Regions from separate parts of the Sus scrofa genome. Here region 1 is linked to region 2. Evidence: chromatin contacts called from public HiChIP or PLAC-seq data. All regions are on one chromosome and are shown on one strand. Each heading gives the region's core, a stretch centred on a gene start, on an enhancer-like site or on the middle of the called end of the contact. The rest is flanking DNA. Distances are from core to core; before and after follow the strand shown. Region 1 has its middle 130 kb from the start of NTMT1. Region 2 overlaps PTPA (serine/threonine-protein phosphatase 2A activator).

Evidence for each region. HiChIP or PLAC-seq counts read pairs in DNA pulled down with a chosen protein or histone mark.
Region 1: a contact with region 2 is called in an H3K27ac HiChIP or PLAC-seq map of alveolar macrophages. The contact joins two enhancer-like sites. A contact is called at or near these places in 2 of 2 datasets of contacts at active chromatin or transcription factors (alveolar macrophages and skeletal muscle).

Annotation. Positions count from the first base shown.
Region 1 is chr1:269,685,411-269,689,489 of Sscrofa11.1, reverse strand. No RefSeq gene overlaps it. Among named protein-coding and RNA genes, the nearest start is that of NTMT1, 130 kb to the left of the region's middle. Within about 2 kb of position 2,714, at least 20 of the 83 cell types and tissues checked have an H3K27ac peak or open chromatin away from gene starts, as enhancers often do. A contact at or near this core is called in alveolar macrophages, where this site is marked.
Region 2 is chr1:269,422,384-269,426,570 of Sscrofa11.1, reverse strand. PTPA (serine/threonine-protein phosphatase 2A activator) reads right to left here. Exons shown (of 10, transcript XM_001926077.6): 9 at 311-418. Among named protein-coding and RNA genes, the nearest start is that of PTPA, 23 kb to the right of the region's middle. Within about 2 kb of position 2,365, at least 72 of the 83 cell types and tissues checked have an H3K27ac peak or open chromatin away from gene starts, as enhancers often do. A contact at or near this core is called in alveolar macrophages, where this site is marked.

The DNA of each region.
Region 1 (4,079 bases), core at 1,465-3,964, 260 kb before region 2:
AATCCTGGTGCCAATTCCATCTCTGACTGCAGCGCCCAGAGCTGGGTCCCTCCAGCGCAGGGAGCAGAGCGCTCTGAGGAAGCCCAGGGCTCAGAGGGAGGAGTTAGGCGAGAAAAATTCCCACTCCACCTCGGCGTAGGACACACTTGGCCTTCCACGAACCTCCTCATGCCTGAGCCAACCTTGCCTCCTTTCCCGTATATCCAGTCTCCTTTCTACCCACCCACCTCCGCCCCTACCCCACCCACCTGCTCATCTATTCCATTTACCTTACCTCCCACCCGACCAGTTCACCCCCTGCCCACCCGTCTCTCCAACCATCCATCCGTCTGCCTAATTCACCAATCATCCCTTCCATCCATCCATCCATCCATCAATTCATCTACTCAGCCAGGCATCCCCCATCCATCCACCCATCTCCCTCCATTCACCCATCTCCATTCATTCATTCCCCCATCTATTCATCCATTCATTTATCTGCTCATCCAAATGCCCATTCATTCTTGCACATCCACCCAAAGAAGATTTCTTCAGCACAGGAGGGGCATAGCCAGCCCAGTTTTAGGGGATCCGGAAAGGCTTCCAGGAGGAAAACCATCCAAGCTGAGACATAAAGACTGGGTAGAAGCCATCCAGGTAAAACATGGAAGAGAGAGCGTTTTCCCAACCAGAAGGGAGGCGAGAGGCCAAGGAAACATCTCGCTGCGTCCTGGTTGTGAGGCAGAATGCTCACGCAGGTCCTCAGGGCAGGAGCCTGGGCTTGGATGCAGGCTTCCATGTGGCTATTGATTAACATTTGCGGCTTAGGGCTCCAGGGAGTAACATCTCCACAGGCCTTTTTCCTACAGGGAGTGTAGCTACGCCCAGACGGACCTTAGCCTCTAAGCCCCTGTGACACAGGCTACGGGAAGAGAAGGGCAAAGACACCTTGGGACTTACGGGACTTTTCCACCCCTAAGACCCCTATTGGACAAGGACTGTTGCAGGTAACTGGGCAAGGCCAATGGCAGAAAACCCACATCTTGCTGGATCTCACGTTGGTACCCCCCCATCTTTAAGGGATTAAAAAAAGAGAACAGGGGCCCTTCTCCCTCTTCCAGCTCTCCTGGGAGTGGTTTGCTTCCTCATATTAAAGACTTTGCTTGCTGGCTGCCTGTGTGTTCTCAGAGTTCATTCTTCGGCTCCAGAAACAAAAACCCAGATTCCAGGAACATCTTTCCTGCATCAGTTGGCGCTTAAGAGAGAGCGGTTTTCCAGAGGGCCAGGCAGAGGCCACCTCTGAAGCTGGGGTGGGTGGCAGGAGAAGGGCATGAGGCTGGGACACCTGGCCTGGCATTGAGCCAGGCACAGATTCGTGGGAAGGGAAGAGAAGGATCTGGAAGGTCAGTTGTGGTCTGCTGCTGTTTACCATTGACCCCTCCAAACAGCCCCCCCCCACTTCCTGCAGCCCTTCCCCAACCCCTCCATCCTCTAAAAGTCCCAGGGTCTCGTAGTTAGAGCCCCACAGCTCCACCCACATAGGCTTTCTCTTGATAAGTGTGAATTCTAGCTTCTCTGGGTCTTGGTGGCCTGCCCCATGGTACCTGGCCAAAGCGCCAAAGATATCTAAGAGAGAAAAAGAGATGAATCCTGTCCCCTTCCTCTTGGGAAACTTTTCCATGCACCTCATTATCCACTGCCAAAAGCCTTATCCCCTTCCCCTCTCCCCAGTGCTGCATGCATCCATCAGCCAGACCTGTCATTCCACCACTGCCGTCCCTTGAATCTTCTTTCCACCTGCTCAACCATCAGCCTGGATTAGAGGAGCAAGCCCTTGGCTGCTCCCTGAGCCCCAGGCTTGCCCTCCTTCAGGCCACACGCACGGTGGTGCAATGAGAGAGCTCTTTCTAAATCAGCAACTTGACCGCTCTGTTCTCCCACTTAAACCTTCCATGCCTTCTCCTTGTCCTCTGGATAAAGTCCCAAATTGCTGTCATTGCGTCTAAGACCCTTCCCAAGCCGGCGGGGCCAACTTCTCTGGGCTCCAGCTTCCTCCCTCTAAGATATGAAATCCATCATGTTCATTGCCATTCACACTGGGTCTCCAAAACCATGGTCCTGGCTCCAGTCACTTGCCTCGGACCGAAGCCTAGAAACATCCTGGGTCTTCAGCGCCCCCCTGCTCATCCTTGCACTTGACTCCACTTAGACCCTATGTTTTTGTCCCAAAGAGCCAGGGAGCTGGGCCACGTTCTCAATCCCCCGACCAACACCTGGTTAGCCCTCAGGTAAAAGAAAATATTGCTAAGAGCCACAAGAATAGGAAAGGTTACTCTCCAGACCCTCTCTCCCCAAATCTGACCATTTCCCTTGATTTGTGCCGTAAACCAAAGCCAACTGCTTGGCCTCTTCTCTGCCTACAAATCATTTTTTTACTGATTTTTCTGGTGACACAACATTTCCTTCCTGTCTTCGCATCCACAGGAAAGAGGAAGCCCTGGCTCTGACTCAGAACTGGATTCTAGCTGGAGGCGTCCTCTCCGTGGCCGGCTCCAGGGAAAGGGTTTATCTGTTTGTTCCTTGACCTTGAGACTGGGAGCTGGGCCGGAAAGGAGGAGAAAAGCTGGAGCTGCGGCCCCAGGACCCTGTGCTCTGCCCTGAGGGACCAGCCAGGTGACAGGACATTAGAAGAGAGGTAGGATGCGGGCCAGGTGGCAGGCACAGAGGTCCTGAGGAACAGGAAGCAGGCTGCCTCTTCTGCTCCAGCTCCTCCGAGGTCCCCGAGCTGCACTCTGTGCCTGTCCTTGTCCCAGATCCCCTTGGAAACTGAACAGAGCAGATATTCAGAGAGCTGGAAGGAGGAGCGAACCACCCAGGTAGGAACCCACTTCGCCATCCACCCCGGGGCCACCTGTGGCTGTTACAGACCCAGGGCTAGATGGAGGCAGCAGTCTAGGCAGCCTGGCCTCGTCCACGGCGAGCCCACAGACTAAGGAGAGTGGCACCTCCAGGGACAAGAAACAAAGGCATCTGGAGTTCCCTCGTGGCTCAGTGGATTAAGGATCTGGTGTTGTCACTGCCATGGTTCTGGTTACAGCTGTGGAGTGGGTTCCATCCCTCGTCTGGGAACTTCTGTATGCCACAGGAGTGGCCCAAAAAAGCACCTTTCTTAGAAAGGCTCATCTTCTTTTTAGTGCAAGACTGAAATGAACCCAAACGTGGAAAGATCACCTCCTACTGGCCAGGCTCCTTACCCTCAATGAGCTGACCATCTTTTCTCCAATTGAATTGGAGGTGCACTGAGTGAGAGTTGGAACCGTTTATTTCCTCCCACATTTTTACTGCGAAAGTAAGGCCTGCTTGTTATAGTGTAGACAATACAGACAAGCTCAATGAAGAGAGTAAGGCCACTTTAATCCTATCACTCAATGAGGGCCACTTCTGACATGTGGATGGCTTGGCTCCCCGTCTAGCATTTTCTCTTGGAGTCGTGCACACAGTGGACAGGTAAGCAGTGGTTTGTGTCTGACCATTTACCTGTTTGTTCATCACTCATTAATACCCAAAGTGCTCATTGAACCCAGAATAGGTCACGATTTGGTGATGTTTTCAATTCCTTGGGGGTAGAAAAAATATACAGAAACCTAGGCTGACGCTGGTGTAACCCTAATAAAAACTGAGGTTCCATGTAGCTGAGTCTCAGTGCTGAGTGACTCAATAGTCCAGGAGTCAAAAGTCATTGAAAATGGGAGTTCCTGTCGTGGCTCAGGGGTTAACGAATCCGACTAGGAACCATGAGGTTGTGGGTTCGATCCCTGGCCTCGCTCAGTGGGTTAAGAATCTGGCATTGCTGTGAGCTATGGTGTAGGTCGCAGATGCAGCTCGGATCCTGCGTTGCTGTGGCTCTGGCGTAGGCGGATGGCTACAACTCTGATTAGACCCCTAGCCTGGGAACTTCCATGTGCTGAAGGTGCGGCCCTGAAAAAAGACAAAAAAAAAAAAAGTCATTGAAAATGAGTTTTCTGAGTTCCCTGGTTCCCCAAAGAACTTCAAAGGGGTCTGATTCACTACCCTCGGCAAGAGTTCTCAGCAGTTCTTTT
Region 2 (4,187 bases), core at 1,116-3,615:
CTCTGGGTGAGGCCTCCGAGGATCTAACCCCTCCCCGAGCACGTCTTCGTGTGCGTGTTCCCACAGGAGACAGAGCTGAGAGGGGCCTTCAGCCACGTGACAAGTGGGAACAGAGACCCCCTGAGCAGCAGGGCCTTGCCTCAGTCACAGGGCTGAGCTGGGCCTCAATCCAGCGCTTCTGGGGACCGCCCGTCCCATAGACTGACTCTGAGGCCTCAAGCGTCAGAGGAGCTGCTCCCAGCTTCAGAGCAAAGCGGTGGGGTGGGGGGAGCAGCAGCCCAGGACCCGGAACGCAGGCAGCCCCCCTCACCTCGGCCTTGTACATGCGGATGAGACCCTGGTTGACTTTGGACCAGGACGGGACGGCACTGATGTTCCACAGCTGGTTGGAGTGCTCCGCAAAGGGGCCCGTCTTCATCTGGAAAAGAGAGCCCACAAGCTGGAGGGGTGGGCCTCCTGGGAGCCAGCCCCGGCTCCTTGACACACACACACACACACACACGCACACACACGCACGCACGCACGCACGCACACGCACGCACACATGCAAGATGCAAGCCCACGCATACACACGTACGCAAACACACATGGATACACACACGGATGAGCACACACTCACTCCTGGGGCCCAGGCTGCAGCATCTGCCTATGGGATGCGCACGCACATACACAGACATGCACCAGAGACACACACACAGACACGAACCAGAGACGGTCCCTCTGGCCTGCCACAGGCAGGGCTGGAAGAGCCAAGGGAGGGTGGGCTTGGGGGACGGCCCAGACCAAACCCAGGCCTCTGACTGCCCTCTGTGTGGCAGGGAGGGAGGAAGGAAGGGGGGCAGAGGTGGGCCAGAGGGCACCTGCTACAGATTCGGGAGGAAGGTCTGTATAGGGAGCCAGCCTAACCTGGCAGGAGAGCGGGGAGGGGACAGCAAGGGACAGGCGAGAGCAAAGATAGGTCCATTCCTGGCCCCTCCTCTCGGAAGAGAGACATTCTGCAGCGAGCCCAGTGGGTCCCCACGACATGAGAAAACCGCCGCTGAGACGGGGAACCCTCGGGGAATCCTCGGACAGCTCAAGGCCAGCACATCTGCTTTCACCAACCACAGCTCAAAGTCCCTCTCAACACCGCCCCACCCCGGCTGATAGGCAGCACTGAGGCTGGGGGCACGGGCTCAGCACCCTGAGCCCCAGGCTTCAGAAGAGAGAGTCCGAAAAGCAAAGAGGCCAAGCTGGCAAGAAAGCAGACTTGGACCTCGAGCAGGTGGAAGGTTCCAGAAGAGGCTGTGGGTGGAGGCAGGGCTGGGGAGAACTCTTTCAGGGAGAAAGGATGGGTCCCACACCGGCTCTCCAGGAGCTCAGGAGCACAAACGCCCCCCACCCTTCGGCTGCGGGCTGGCCTGCTAACCACTCCCGCAAGCCTCTCCCTTCTCCAGTAAAGGCAACTCTAAACAAAACTGTAAGATCCAAGTCAAGAGAGTTGCCGTTTTACCCTTGTCATCTCCCTCCCCTGGTCCAAGATCCCCAAAAGCCTGTCGCAACCCCCAAGCAGCTCAGTAGCAAAAACAAGCACTCCTTCCTCCAGCAGTGAGGCCACAGCTCTAGGCCCCCACGGGGCTTCTCCTGGGCCAGTCGGTCCCTTCACCCAGCATCTTTTCCCTCCTCTCTCTAAGGCTCCCTCCTCCAGGAAGGCAGCCAGGAGCCCCCAGCCCGTAGGGGCTTGGCCTTCTCAGGAGCTTTGTTCCCAAGGTCCCACTCGGTCAGGCTCCACCCCCCCCCGCCCCTTCCCGAGGCTCCAGCCCCATCTCGCACTCGCACACATCCGGGCCGCAGCCCTGAGAAGCTCAGGGGTCACTGGAGCTGTGGAACCAGTTTCACTCTGGACGGGGCCCTGTGTGCAAACCACCCAGGAGGCGTGCTGCCGGCTCTGTCGCAGCCGCAGCTCCAAGGCCTGTTCAGCAAGGGCTCCGAGGCCAAGGCCGGCCGAGGGACAGGCGGAAACCCGAGGTTCTGCTTGCTGGGCCAGCCTCGCCCACTAGGGGCACGGAGTGGGGAGCCTGCTGGCAGAGCCAGGGGAGGCCCGAGCTCCGGAGCCCCCCCATGGCCCCGGCCCCCTCCCTCCATGGCCAGAGCTGCTATTTCTCTCGAGGGACCCCCCCCCGCCGCCCCACCCCACTGCCGGCCTTCACGTCCCAAGGTCTCCCCCCAGTCCTTCAGAAGGAGCCTCTGCAACTCTGGAAAGGAAAACAGATGAGGGGGAAAAGGAATTGGGGTCGAGAAGACAAAAAAAATTAGCTCATTCTAGCCACAAAGGGAGAAGAGAAAGAGCGAGAACGAGCAAGCAAGCTGCAGTCCCGCAGTGACCCCAGGGGACTCGAGTGAGTCAGAGCAGCCATATTGAGCAGGAAATTACTCACAGACGCTGCGTTCCTGCCTCTCCACTCCCAGGAGAATCGGCCTTTTGTAAATGGTTCCTCTGTCAGTAACTGAGGGGGGATGGGACGGGGGGAGGCTCTACACAGCGCCTTCCTGTCAGCTCCTTCCCTTCCAGCTGAAATCTGATCCCTCCCTTCCCAAAACTCCAAATTTAGAAGCCAGATTGAAACTGAAATTCTTTTCCTGCCGGCCCTGGGCTCTTAAAGGCGCCAGGGCTGCATTTCCTGAGGCGGCAGAAGCCCTGCAAGGTGAGGTCCCTCGTGCGGGATGCTCAGGGCCACCGGGGCAGGTCCCAGGCTGGTTTCATTTCCAACTTTTTGTGGGTTTAACCCCCCAGCTGCACCAGCCCTAGTGATCCCTGGGTCTCCAGAGGCAACACTGCCCCCTGCCAGACCGGAGCGCACACAGCTCCGCGCAGGCCGCCAGCCAGGCCTCCTGAGTCCCAGCACCGGGCCTCGGGCCTCCCTCACCACCAACTAGAGCAACTGCAAAAAGCCTGGTCTGGGTAGTGAGGCCCAGACTCTGGAAAACTAGCATCATGGGTGCTGCCGTCAGGAACCACGCCAGCCGGCTCGAGGCTGGCCAGGTGGGTGAGAGGGGGCCCCCCGCCAGTCACCGCAGCTCAGCTCTGGGGGACTCCCTGCGAGCGCCCAATGTTTACCACCATGCCCAGGCACCAAGACCCAAAGTGCAAACCAGGCCTTGCAGAGAGGGTGCGGAACAACCAAGAACTCCAGGGCCTGCCGGCCTCCTCCCAGGTCAGGCCTCTCCATCAAGGGCTCCTACAACCTCCTCCCAGTTCGATGTGTCTTTAGCGCCACCTAGTGGCCACTGTGGGATTTCCTCTAGCAGAGGAACCGAAACCTAAACTTCCGGAAGGCTTTTGGGTTTTTAAACCAGCACGACGCAGCAAACAAAAATACAGAGTTTTAACCTGGAGTCAATTCCCATCCTCCCTGACCTCCGGCCTGCCCTTTCTCCTTGTGAGTCACTGACAGGGACCCAAGGGCTTGGCCAGCCACCAGGCGGAGCCAAAACACTCAGCCTCCCACCCCCAGCAAAGCCACCCCAGCTCCCCACCCTGCTCCGCGGGGTCTCCCTGGCTCCGCAGACCCTCCCATTCCCCTCTGGAGAGAGCAGCATGTGACTGGCTCTCAAGGCAGTGAGCCAGGCTGCCCCGGAGTCCTTCTGACCTTGGGCTGCTACAGTGCTGAAGGCAGCAGATCTCAGAATGAAGCGGTGGCCGCCCAGCCGTCAGGATGGGCTTCATTTGCTGACTTAGAAAAACATGTCATTCCCCTCTGGCCTCTGGAGTGTGGCGGAGGCCTGAGCCGAATGCTGACCAGGAGAGCCTGGAGCTACGGCTGCTTAACCAGGGAGCGCTCCCTCTTCAGGGGGCTCAGAATGGGCAGCCAAGAGAGCCGCCCCCACAGGCAGGGGTCTGCAAGTGTGCCAGGGACAGCACTGGGGCCAGCAGGACTGTGTGGGGGAGAACGGGAGCAAGACCCTCTCCAGGCGGCAGTCGTGGCACCCTTAGGAAGGTGGGGGAGGGCACCAGGCAGGGAGGATGAGAGGTCTTGCCACTTCCCAAAAGACAGGCCCAGGGAGCAGTGGGTCCCGACTTCCGCGCAGTCACCTGGTATGTGTGCTCAAATTCAGGTTCCTAGCTCTCACCCCCCAAGATTCTGATTCAGAAAGCTGAGGTGGGGCCCAAGAACACGCATTTTAACAAGCTGCCCAGGTGACCCTGA